Linked DNA regions of Mus musculus: region 1 is linked to region 2. Evidence: chromatin contacts called from public Hi-C data. All regions are on one chromosome and are shown on one strand. The core of a region is the stretch at or near the end of the contact, and the rest is flanking DNA. Distances in the headings are between cores, read along the strand shown.

Region 1 (5,976 bases), core at 1,975-4,474, 110 kb before region 2:
ACAATTGTGTGACACCAAGCACTTCTGGGCGGGGCTCTTTTGGGCAGGATGATTAGGGTGGTTTTGTTAACAAGAAAAGTTTAAAGTCTATCCCCACTTGGCAACGAAACCCTACCTGAGCAGCACAAGGCAGATTTTTAGATAGAAATTGGAATTCACAACCAAAGCCATTTGGGAAACACAGACGGGAGCCTCTCTTGTACGGTCCCTTGCGGGTCAACACCACCCACCCTCCTTTGATCAACTGTCCACTGTTACATTTTTAGCCCAAATCTCCACATCAGGTCATGTCCCTCCAGTGTCCCCAGGCTGTGGGCTCCTAGCCTTGTCTCTGGACAGTTTTTGAGCCTGCCTGCTCTCCCCAGCAACCCTCCGGCAGGCAGGACAGCATTTCCTGGTGGGTGAATATCTGTTTTACCTCTGGAATCTTCCTGAGCATGGAAGGAGGGAGGGGTCAGCAGGACGTTCCCACGGGCCAGCTGTCAGCTAAAGGACCTTCGAGTCTCTTGCCCGGTGCCCCTCCCCCAGGCCCATCCTTTTACGCGTCTTTGAAATCTGAAGCCTCCTTGTAGATTTGCAGCCTGTGATAGCAACCATCGTAAGGCCTGTGTTTAAACAGCATTCTTTGTTTAACTGCCTCTGTCTTGTTGGAGGGGGAATCCTCTTTGCTTATTTTACGCTTTTCTTGCATGACCACAGCCCCGGGCCTTCCAGAAAAAAGGAAACTTCTGTTCCCAAGAATCTGTTCAGAGATGGCCCTGCTCCCTGGAGTCCCCTCTGCCTTGCCTCCCTTCCCCTCACATGTTCCCTGATCCCTCCTGGAGCTGAAATTCTGTGAAAAGCTCTTTGATTAACATAAACCATTAATCCACTGCCCCCATTAAGTAATGCAGGCGTGGTGGAGGGGGCAGCCTTGAGTTAAGATGGGAAGCTGCAGAGAGAAAGTGGTTCCCTGCAGATAACCTGAGTACTCAGAGCCTGGACATCCAGGCTATGAGAGCCAGAGCTGCAGAGCTGACCAGGGAATCTTCGAAGCATCATTGATTGATTTGAAAGACACCAATGAGGCAGGGCCAGAACAGAACTCGCTTCTGTTTCTCATCCCTGGGAAACAAATCTGTGTTTCAAAAACCTAAGGAGTATCTATTTTTTTTTCCATGCAGGCTCATTTCTCTCTCCTATTTGCACCATGGTTGTTTTCTTTTTGAAAAAAACATGTTTGAGGCCCAGAGCAGACCTTTTGGTTGAATGTGGCATGCAACAAAATTGCTGCAAAAGTAAGATATGAATCCCTATCTTCCCATTCAAAACAAACAAACAAACAAACAAACAAGCAAACAAACCATACAAATCAAAGGCATTGCTTTCTCTACTCTGGCCTGCTGTGGTAGTGATCTTACTGGATAGTCTTTACTCTCAAATTGTCTCTGCTCCCTGATTTAGCTACAAGTACATTCCAAACTGCAAGACACAGTCATTCAGAATTTTATCTGGACACTGGGTTGGGCCAGCATGGGATGACCCAACAGAACCCTTCTTTATAAGACCATCTGTCCCCTTCAGAAAAACCATTTCTGTCAACTACCCCAAGCTTCCCAGGTGGCCCAAGAGGGATCTCTTCTATAACCTCCTGGACAATCAGTGGTCACAAGCCTTCTTGGTTGCCGTCTTGCCCACTCCCCACACATTTCCCTCAGCCTCTTCACTGTGTGTAACCTTTCCTTTCCACGACAGGGTTCTTGTTGCTTCTCAAATACATGCTGTGGCTTGTTCAGGTATAATTAGAGGTTAAGATCCAACCATGAGATTCGACAGAAGCCCCAGTTATGAGTGTCATGGGCCTTGACACCAGGGTAGACATCTGCTATCCCGTGTCATTCACATACAGGACAAGGAAATTGAAAGCTGTTTCAGAAGTGACACAGCTCCATCTGTACCTGCATTTTGAACTCCTTTTCTAACTAAAATCCCCACCGTTACTCTTCAGAATCAGCCCAGGACGCTCCCACGTTTTATTATCTCTGACTCCTCTCAATGGGAAAGAAATTAAAACAAATAGTAGCACCAGCTAACCAGCTGCTCTGAGCTGTGGCTTCCGTGAGACGCTCTGCCCTATGTATTGGGTCGTAAGCCTCACATTCAGTCCTACTTCCCGACTCATCTCATACTAGTACTCGCCCATGACCCAAGAGCAATGGGTCCTTAAGCAGGCAGAGATCTTTCTAAGGAGAAGGACTTGATCTCAGCCAAAAGGCCAAGAATCGAGTCACTGGGCATACTGGTCCTCAGTTTCTCCATCTATAGAGAAAAAGAATGGTTCTATTTTATTCTCCAAGAGAATAAGCAAGTCTCTAAGGAGGGTGGGAGTTGGCTTGGGAAGACTCATACAATAGGTTAGAGCACTTGTCCTGTTGCCTATGCCCACCCCCTGGTTTTAAGTGCTTCTCAGTTCAGAGCCATTGTTATCTACCCAGGGAATGTACCGCCCCAGAAGACACACTGCAGTTAAAAGACAGACACTTGGAAGTAGACCACACATGGCTGTATCCTAGAGTCCCCTATCCATCTACTTCACTATTTTCTCGAAATGCTGCCTTAAATGGATCTAGTGCTTCTCAATGGTTACACATAAATTGGTAGATGGGCCCTCATCTGCAAATCTCATCCAATCAGAGCTCAAGTTTGCACCAAAAGTTCACTCAATTTCAGAATATCTTAAGAGATCAATGGGGAGGAAGGGGTGTGACAACCAAGGGGGAGTCCAGTGTTCCATTGATAACGTTCCAGCAATGAGATTAGCATACCTGGGAGACATTCTAAACTCTAGGATTGTTTCCAGAGCATTCCGTGGGAACACTCTCTGCCAACCACAATAGAATATGATATTCTCCAATTTGTGTCTACCTTCTATCAAAAAGGCTTTTCCCTAGTTCTTCCTCAGGATGCCTTACGTGTTCATGTACAAAAGGCTCTGAAACCAGGATGCCTAGATTTGACCTTCACCTGGAACTGTAGACAATTACCATATTGTTTGGGGCCTAGTGGCTCTATATCAGGTTTCCCTTAAATCCCATATTGTGCCAAACATAGTTACCAACTACTCCTACCCCTCACCCCCTCACCCCCAAAATAGGCATGCTGAGACAACAAACACACATCTACACAGTGGAGTGCCCTGAAGTAACCGATGTGTTTCTTCACGTTTGCATTCTGCTGAGCGAAGTGTCTATTTTAGGTGAAATTTCTCTTGTCATCTGACCAAAGGAAGTTGTCAGGATCTCTTAGCCATAGTGCATGCCCTTTCCCTGTTTCAGGAAGCTGGCAGCTCTCCACGTCCTGTTCTGTCGCTTTCACTCTTGACTGTCCCATTCCCCTGTCAACAGTCTCTCACCAACCACACACAAACCATCGATCGATCGCCAGGGCTTCCCTATACTTTTCTCAACACCCAGATGCAGTTTAATAAGCCCAGCATTTCGAGCCACGGGGTACACAGTCTGTGTGTCTGTTAGCTCACTGATTAAACCGGTGGAGCTGGGTAGAGGAGAGAGTTGGGTAGAGTACATCTGTTCTTCTTTCACATGCTTTTTGGGTTAATATCATCTAAGGCTTGGCCTCCAGTGTGCTAGGTGTTGAGACTCTGGGCTGTATACAGATATTTAACCCTTTGTAGTGTTTCTTTGAGAACACAGAGCAGGGAGTCACAGACAAGACAGTCGTATATCTTGTATTAGGTCTCTATCAATGTCTTATTTTTCCAAGTGTTAAGCAAGTTATAATCTACAACAAACAGGTAGTACAAGAACTATGCATGACTGGGGGTTACCTGAAAGAGAATGAACTGCTTCTAGGGTGTATTAAACAGTACTTGAAAACACACACACACACACACACACACACACACACACACACACACACATACATTCATGTCTATGTTTCTTTAAATGGTCTCAACAGGAAATTGCACTAAGATATTGATCAAAGAAGAGACAGCAGCAAAGAGAGCAGGTGCCTCTCTGGAGAAGTTTGTTTCTCCAGAGCTGTTCTTTATGGGGAGCTAGGCAGTAAGTGTGTCCTCTCTGGGCATGCTAGAAGCTCTCTTTTCAGGGCCTCAGCATGCCAGAGACCAGCCTCTAAGCCAACCCTCCTGGGGGTGTTTCCTTTCTGATGGTAGAGATTTGTGACCCCGTCACACTGTCTTGCAGACTTTTTCCTTCTCTTGCCTCTGCGATAAGTCACCCAGAAAACAGGTTCTGACACCAGGAGGCCAGGGAGTTTACAGGTTCTAGTTTGAAATGGGCTGCAGGGTTGTTGCCAAGTGTTTTGAAGCTGCAAAGGATCTTTGGGGTTCTGGATCCTCCAAGGAAGCAAGACACAGAGAGAGGGTATATAGTCTCTGGCACTCCTTGTCTGTGTAAATACCTACACAGAACTGAAGGCCAGGTGCTTAAACTACAACCATTGCCCATCCTTGGCCTGTCCTACCATATTTGCATGGCCCCTAGAGCTAAGAAAATCGAGAACTAAGAAGAGACAACAGCTTTCAGGCTTTGGTTCAAACTCAGAGAAGCTTTTACACCAAGCCAAATACCTTCCCTGACACCAAGGAGATCCTGTCCCTGAGCAGCGCCCTGGTGCTCTGAGGACTGACCATCCAGACCAGAAGGGATGGTGTCATCTAAAGCCAGCCATGGCTGGGAACAGGCTCAACCACAATCTTAGAGCCAGTGGCTTACGTTTCAGAAATTTTTGAAAGGCAGTCAAGAAATGTAGCCGTCATTGCAATTAAATCAGCTATATTTTAAAGCAATATGTATTCAAAACTCATCACTTCCTACTTATTTTCTACATTTTTTTATTAGTCATGCCCTTGAGGAAAGTATGATATGCCTATTACATCTCTATTTTGGAAGTACTGTAATAATGGTGTCCCAATGACAGGGTCAGTGACATTATGCTGAGCTCATCCACAGCTGTAACAATTACAGCATGGAAAGTGACAAATACTCCAGGTCAGACTCCTCCTACCCCTATAGCACCCCAGGTATTGGTAAACATTCGCCAATGTACCACTCTCTGAAGCCATGAAGACTGTCTAACTTCCCATAACTCAGCAGTAGCATGCTTCCGTAGCATACACAGGGTCCTGGGTTTGTTGGGGAAGGAGGTGGGGCCTCCCAACGTACTGATCCAGGCCAGGTGGAGTTGAATGTCCCCTTGGGCTTGTGAGTCAGCATGACATTACTCATAAGTCCATGGGAAGGAAAGATTTAGCATGCGCTCATGTCAATACTCAAAGGCTTCTCTCCACATTCCTAATTGGTTCAGACTAAGACCAGCCATCCAGAGAACCCATTGGCCTCTGGGTGTTGTTCCTTCAGGGAGAATTGCAGTAAGTTAGCTATTTCACGCACTTTCCCAAATGTGGTTTTATAGTCTCTGCCTGACCCTGGAATACATTGAACAGACCATGTGCTCCTGATCAGGGTCTAGCTGAAGGAAAGCCCTAGAAGAGGTCCGCTTCCACCTCGGACTATAACCCCACCCGGCTTTTGGCAACTCGGTCCTGTCCTTGGTTTGGGTATATGGGTGTTAGGCGTTGTATTCTTTCTCTTTTCTATATTTAGTGCTCTGTCTGCTGTCCCACTGTGTGGTCCAGTCCCCCTGTTGTAGTGTATATCTGTGCTGCATGTGTGACCCTCAGTAACTCCCATGTCAGCTTTCTGGAGTCTCCATCAAGTTCTGCTGACCCTGCTGTGAACTCATCTTTCTGGTATGCTCCTTTGTGTCTCATTTCTGATTGCCAAAATGTTGGGCCAAGTGCATCTTCACTAAAAGTCCCGAGACGGCCATGTGTATCCTTGTGACAGGGCATGCTCTGTGTGGGATGGCTCGTGTGCAGCGTAGATCTATCACATGTGGAAGTGTGTATACATTTATATGCCAGATAACTATCATTCATGTAACAGCTGCAAA
Region 2 (6,185 bases), core at 434-2,933:
CTGGATTAGAAGCCAGTCACTCCCAGATTCTTCCCACCCAAGTCCTTCTTTCTCCCAGCTGAAGTGCTTTCTGGCTACTTAGCCATGAGTTAGGGACTTTGCCACAAATGCAAAGAAGCCTGTTGTCCTGCCTCCATCAGCCTTAATTATAAGGCAGTTGGAGTGAGTTTGAACACTTTGAATCTCTGTAACTCTCTTCCAATATTTTGCACCGAGGAGACCATCAAAAAGAAGACATTTTCGTCCCTGCTTGGCTCCATAATTGTGGATACTTGTGATTCACAGTTGCTGGCAGGGGAGTGTCTGTAAACAATGGCTTAATTCTGAAACTGAGTTCAAATCCTCTGAGAGACTCGTGGATGATACACAGAGATAGCTCGAGGCTTGGCTGTCTCCTCTGGGCTGATGTGGACACATGTGAGGGGGAATTTACATACAGTACTGTGGTCCAGACCCCAGCCAAGAAAGCAGTACCTGAGGGGGATGGGTTACATCTTCAGACAGTCTGGAGCAGACCAGCATGTGTTATATTTAAGGTGGTGGTATTCTGTTGTGTGCTAGGTCCAGCTCTCTGAGCTTTGAGTAAGCGCCAGACGGAAAGTCTTTGTGTCTGCCTTCTGTTAACAAGAATATGTACTTTCTAAAACCTGGGACCATCCATTTTCCAAGTACAGTGGTCTACTGCCTGTTAGAATAAACTCGAACCTGAACGTTTGTCGGTTTGTTGCCCTAGCAGGGCAATGGCTTTCCATGAGAGAGTGTTCTCTGTGTCATCTGTACATTTTCCAATTAGTTTACACAGTCAAGTGTCGGATCTATTCCTTCGCTCCTACAAACTCTACATGAGCCGCAGCCATTCTTACCAGGTCCACTCCCCACACCAGCCAGGTCATTTCTTCCTCAGGCTCTCTGTGCTAACATCTGAAAGCAATAAAAATACTTGTCCCGTTACAATGGCATGTCACCAGAGACACAGAGGACATTGAAAAGTAAACAGAAACCCTGGGGAGATTTCAAACACAAGCCAGCTTTGTAATCAATTAGCCCTGGCCCTTGAGCAAACCCATTTTGTCTTAGGCAAGTAGGGGCAGCTTATCCTTCCGTCTGAAGCCCAGTCTTGTTATCTGATTTCATGCATAGTGTAGCACTTTATAAATATGTGACCCCCATGGACATAAAGAGCTCAGCATACCAGGGTCAAGGCCTGCTGCTTGAGCCTGGCCCTACCTGTTTTGTGTTACGGTTTCTTGTAAGAGCCATCTCCTGAACACAGTACACATGTGCTGATTGATGCTGCTATTCATGGGTTCCTTGAAGCTAAAGAGACTCTTGCATCTTGAAAACTATCCCGATCTGCATTGGTCCAGCATGTAGTAATGTTGAAATGTATTTTTGTTCCAGGACTGTTTGTCAACACGTTACCATTTACATAGTACGGCCCATTCGAGAGCTGGATTTTTGGCAATATTTTAAGAGCCCTAGATTAGGTGCTAATTCATCCTCTAACGAACAGCATATGCTTGCATTAATGGAGCTCTTCTGCGTCCAGCAGGCTCCACTGTTAGACTCAACTTCCCTTCCAAACGAAGTTTCAGCGCTTAGCTGGCTCCTTAGTATATCCTCAGAACAGTGGGATGCAGCCGTATTTCCTTCCCTTAATTATGCAAGCTTGTCTTTATGCAAATTGGCACACTGGGTGACTTCCTGGTGCAGAGCCATGTGCTGTACCCACCACCTCCAGCATCCGAAGTCAGAGAATGAGTTGGCTGTTACTCCTTGGCTTTCTCTTCCCTTCCCTGTACCCATCTCAGCGTTCTTCTTCATCCTGCCCCTCCCCCTGCCAGATCCTGCCCATCCAGAGCACGCACTGATTTTCTCTCTGGAATTTAAGACGCCCAGGGTTGCTGGTTGCACAGGCTCCTTGGAGCCTTCGCATGAGTCTCCAGATTGGGTCCCCTCTGCTCCCTCCCTCCCCCACCTGCTTTCTCATCCAGGCTTTCCAGTCCTGCCTCTCCTCAGGCAACTGGGCCTTCTAGTAGAATATGGCAAGAACAGCCCAGTGTTAGTCATCCTCTGCTGTGTCCTCACTGTTGCCTGGGGCTTCCGTCATTGCCTCTTTTTACACAGCAAGGCTGGCATATTACTCATTGTACCTTCTCAGCGACTGGAATCTTGTTCTCAGTGATCAGATGGGTCAGTTAGATGTAAAAAAGCTGTCACTTGGACCACACCTGTTATCGGGGCTTCATCCTCATCGTACTTTTCCGTCGCTGAACATTTTAACAATCAGATTTTTTTTCTTTCTACTATTGACATTTTAAAGGACTATATGCCAGCGGTATAGATTTTTTGGAAGATGTATAAGAATAAAAAATATATAAGGATAAAGTCTTAGAGCTGCCTTTTTTGGAAACATTCTACTTGTATTTTAGTATTTCCTTATTGACTTTCAGCCTAAATAAAATGCATGTAACATAACATAACATAACATAACATAACATAACATAACATAACATAACATAACATAACATAACATAACTCTTAAGTAAAATATACAGACTATATATTCATTACGTATACAGATGTGTGGAATTAAATGTGTGTGTGTTTAACTACCATCTTAGTTATCTTTTTATTGCTGTAACGAAACATCATGACCAAAGGCAACTTAACAAAGAACATGTTTAATTTGGGCTCATGGTTGTGGAGGGCTGAATCCATGAGCATCACCACAGGGAGCACGGCAGCAGGAAGGGATGGTGGTGGAGCAGTAGCTGAGAGCTCACATCCAATCCACAAACAGAAGAAAGCTGAGAGAGTTAACTGGGAATGGTGTGGATTTGAAAACCTCAAAGCCTGTTGCCAGAGACACATCTCCTCCAACAAGGCCATACCTCCTAATCCTTCTCAAAGAGTTCTTCTAACTAGGGACCAAGTATTCAATCCTACAGGGGCCATTCTCATTCATACAAGTTATATGGGAGATAGATGCTAAAGTCATCAAGTAAGAGCAGTGAATATTATCTTAATTACTCTTGAAAAATTTGCTGCAATCATTTGTTGCTAGCTGTAAATTATTTTGCATTGATAAATTATTTAATGACTGTTTATGCAATAATGTGGCTATGAATTTAAAATATACATTTAATTTTAATGTTTATGGGGCTATAATTTCATATATAGAGAGATATATTTATATAAAATATACTTTGATCATGTCCCCGTGTTATCCACGTGTCTCTCCATCCTCATCCCACCAACCCCTGCTTTGGAAATCCTGCTCCTATCTTCTGTTTCTATGGCCATCAGCTTGGATGGGAGGTTATTTACCTGAACAAATGCAATGTACCAGTGCCGACACCACTTCCCTTCTCCCCTCAAGGGTTCACTTGTCCTTATGGTCTTCAGGAAGAGGTGGAGGCCCTTCCACCCATGCTGGACTGTTGCTGGCCCAGCCTTATGCAAGTCTCTTGTAAGCAACCATTGCCGTTATGAGATCATGGCTGCAACATCCACTCATGTGCAGAAGTCAGCAGTTCACAGCATTCTTCCCCAGCCTTTGGCTCTTTCTTCCTTCCCTTTTCTAAAATAAAAGATAAAAAAAAAATATGAGTCTTAGACTGAAGAGTGGTGGCACAAACTTTTAATCCCAGCACTTAGGAGTCAGAGGTAGGTGGATCACTGTGAGTTCAAGATGACATAGTGAGATAAGTCTCTCTCACACACACACACACACACACACACACACACACACACACATGCACGCACACGCACACACACACATACACATATATGTGTGTGCGTGTGTGTGGTGTGTAAGTTTTTGTAGGTTTTTGCATATATATGTGTATGTATGTCTGTGTGCATGTTTATGTATGTATATATGTGTATGTATATGTGTATATGTGCATGTACATTTATGTGTATGTGTATGGATATAGGTATATGATTCTTTTATTTTAAAGATTTATTTATTTATTTCATGTATGAGTATATGTATAGCTGTCTTCAGACACACCAGAAGAGGGCGTCAGATCCCACTACAGATGCTTGTGAGCCACCATGTGGTTGCTGGGAATTGAACTCAGGACTTCTGGAAGAGCAGTCAGTGCTCTTAACCTCTGAGCCATCTCTCCAGCCCCAGGTATATGATTCTTATACAATAGTTTCATAAGGTAGTTGGCATTATTTTTGTTTTACAGATGATTAATGGAGTGTTCAGTATTAATCCTTGACTAGGTGTGACTTTTTTTTTTTTCTGAGACAGGGTTTCTTTATGTAACCCTGGGTGTTCTGTAACTTACTCTAGTCCAGGCTGGCCTCGAACTCAGAGATCCGACTGCCTCTGCCTCCCAAGTGCTGGGGTTAAAGGTGTGTGCCATCACTGCCTGGCCTGTCACTGACTTCTTTATGATCTCCAATGGTCTGAGCCCACATGGCCTCTCTTTGGTTTATCTCCTATCTGGACATCAAAGAATGGGATTCCTCCAGAAAGAGGAATGTAGGGACAAAGAGATAACATACATGAAGCCTTGCCTCACTAAGTATTAACCTCCGTGCTTTTCCTCAAATGTTCATAAGACTAAAGAATCCCGGGCCTTCAGACTATGAGATCCACAGGGAAGAAATCCATTAAGAACCAAGAAGTTGTTCTTTCTTTTGTGCTTGCTATTGGTTTCTTTAAAGACCAGGTATGACTCATTATCCTCTTGTCTTCTAAATCTTTCAGCTTTGTAGAACTATCCTACGATATTTTACTGTGTGGGGTGATTATCTGTTTTCTTGTTTTTTTTTAGGTAGGGTCTTACCACCTATCCCTTTGCTAGTGTGAAACTAGCTATGTAGCCCAGGGTGGTCTCAAACTCAGAATCCTCCTGTCTCTATTTCCCCAAAGCTGGTTGTAGCACCATGGCCAGCAGATGTTGGCTTCTGAGAGAAGAGGTACTGGTTAGTGACTTCCTTGGGATCAGCTCAGGAGACCATTGATATTTAACTTAGGAAGGCTATTCTGGTGTTGCCTCATTCTCACAGGACGTTAAAGTTGAGTCGACCTTGACCTTCAGGCCTTTATTCGTTATTTATAGAGAATAGTGTGCATCACCTTAGGACTGGATCTAAGTAATTTGAGACCTTTTACAGTGAAACCCGTGAGCATGGGGCTCATACCGAGTGGAAGTGAGCTAAGTTCCTTCCCATTGTTTAGAAACAGTAGCAACAGATTTAAAAATTGCCCTCTACCATTGGAGTCTCAACTTCGCTCCTGGAAACTTAACACTCTCCTCTTCCTCACTGAGATCTGTGAGAAATGTGGGGGATGGGCCTTCCTGGCAGCAGGTGGTGATATGGTTTCTAAAACAGTTCTTGAAAAATTACCATTTTGCAAATAAAAATTAATAACACCAAATCTAGGAATCATTGACTTTTGTTCTCCATAACTGAGCGAAATCCCAGGATTCCGTTTCTCGTCCCAGCGTGATCTGCACTGGGTATCTCAATTCTGGAGCAGTTAGAGATTCCTGGTTTTTTTTTTTTTTTTTTTGTTTTTGTTTTGTTTTGTTTTTTTAATTTTTAATATTTTTTATTACGTATTTTCCTCAATTAAATTTCCAATGCTATCCCAAAAGTCCCCCATACCCTCCCCCCCCCTTCCCTACCCACCCATTCCCATTTTTTTGGCCCTGGCGTTCCCCTGTACTGGGGCAAAAAAAAAGTTTGTGTGTCCAATGGGCCTCTCTTTCCAGTGATGGCTGACTAGGCCATCTTTTGATACATATGCAGCTAGAGTCAAGAGCTCCAGGGTACTGGTTAGTTCATAATGTTGTTCCACCTATAGGGCTGCAGATCCCTTTAGCTCCTTGGGTACTTTCTCTAGCTCCTCCATTGGGAGCTCTGTGATCCATCCAATAGCTGACTATGAGCATCCACTTCTGTGTTTGCTAGGCCCTGAGATTCCTGTTTTAAGTTTATAATGGACTGAATGGATTTTCCTTTGGTCTGTGAGAATTAGCAATGATTTCCTGCTCCAAAAAGGTGCCGTTCAGACCTGAGCACTCAAGTGTAATGTTCACAATATGTCTGTGTGAGTGGGATCTAAGAACCCTCTCTCCCTCTCTGTGTGTTTCTGTCTCTTTTTTTCTGTCCCTTACCCCTTAGCATATTCTCTCTGCCTTTCTGTTTCTGTTTCT

What was found. A called contact is a pair of places that touch in the nucleus more often than the background predicts.
Region 1: a contact with region 2 is called in a Hi-C map of granulocyte-monocyte progenitors, with 2.4 times the contacts expected there. The contact joins two enhancer-like sites. A contact is called at or near these places in 6 of 484 Hi-C or Micro-C datasets (bone marrow-derived macrophages, granulocyte-monocyte progenitors, liver and 3 more) and 5 of 115 datasets of contacts at active chromatin or transcription factors (CD8 T cells, bone marrow-derived macrophages, embryonic stem cells and 2 more).

What each region holds. Positions count from the first base shown.
Region 1 is chr13:95,954,674-95,960,649 of GRCm38.p6, reverse strand. Sv2c (synaptic vesicle glycoprotein 2c) reads left to right here. Exons shown (of 13, transcript NM_029210.1): 13 at 1-1,207. Among named protein-coding and RNA genes, the nearest start is that of Gm24032, 61 kb to the right of the region's middle. Within about 2 kb of position 3,224, at least 52 of the 459 cell types and tissues checked have an H3K27ac peak or open chromatin away from gene starts, as enhancers often do. A contact at or near this core is called in bone marrow-derived macrophages, granulocyte-monocyte progenitors and liver, where this site is marked.
Region 2 is chr13:95,845,434-95,851,618 of GRCm38.p6, reverse strand. All of the region lies in intron 1 of Iqgap2 (IQ motif containing GTPase activating protein 2), which reads left to right. Among named protein-coding and RNA genes, the nearest start is that of Iqgap2, 43 kb to the left of the region's middle. Within about 2 kb of position 1,683, at least 54 of the 459 cell types and tissues checked have an H3K27ac peak or open chromatin away from gene starts, as enhancers often do. A contact at or near this core is called in bone marrow-derived macrophages, granulocyte-monocyte progenitors and liver, where this site is marked.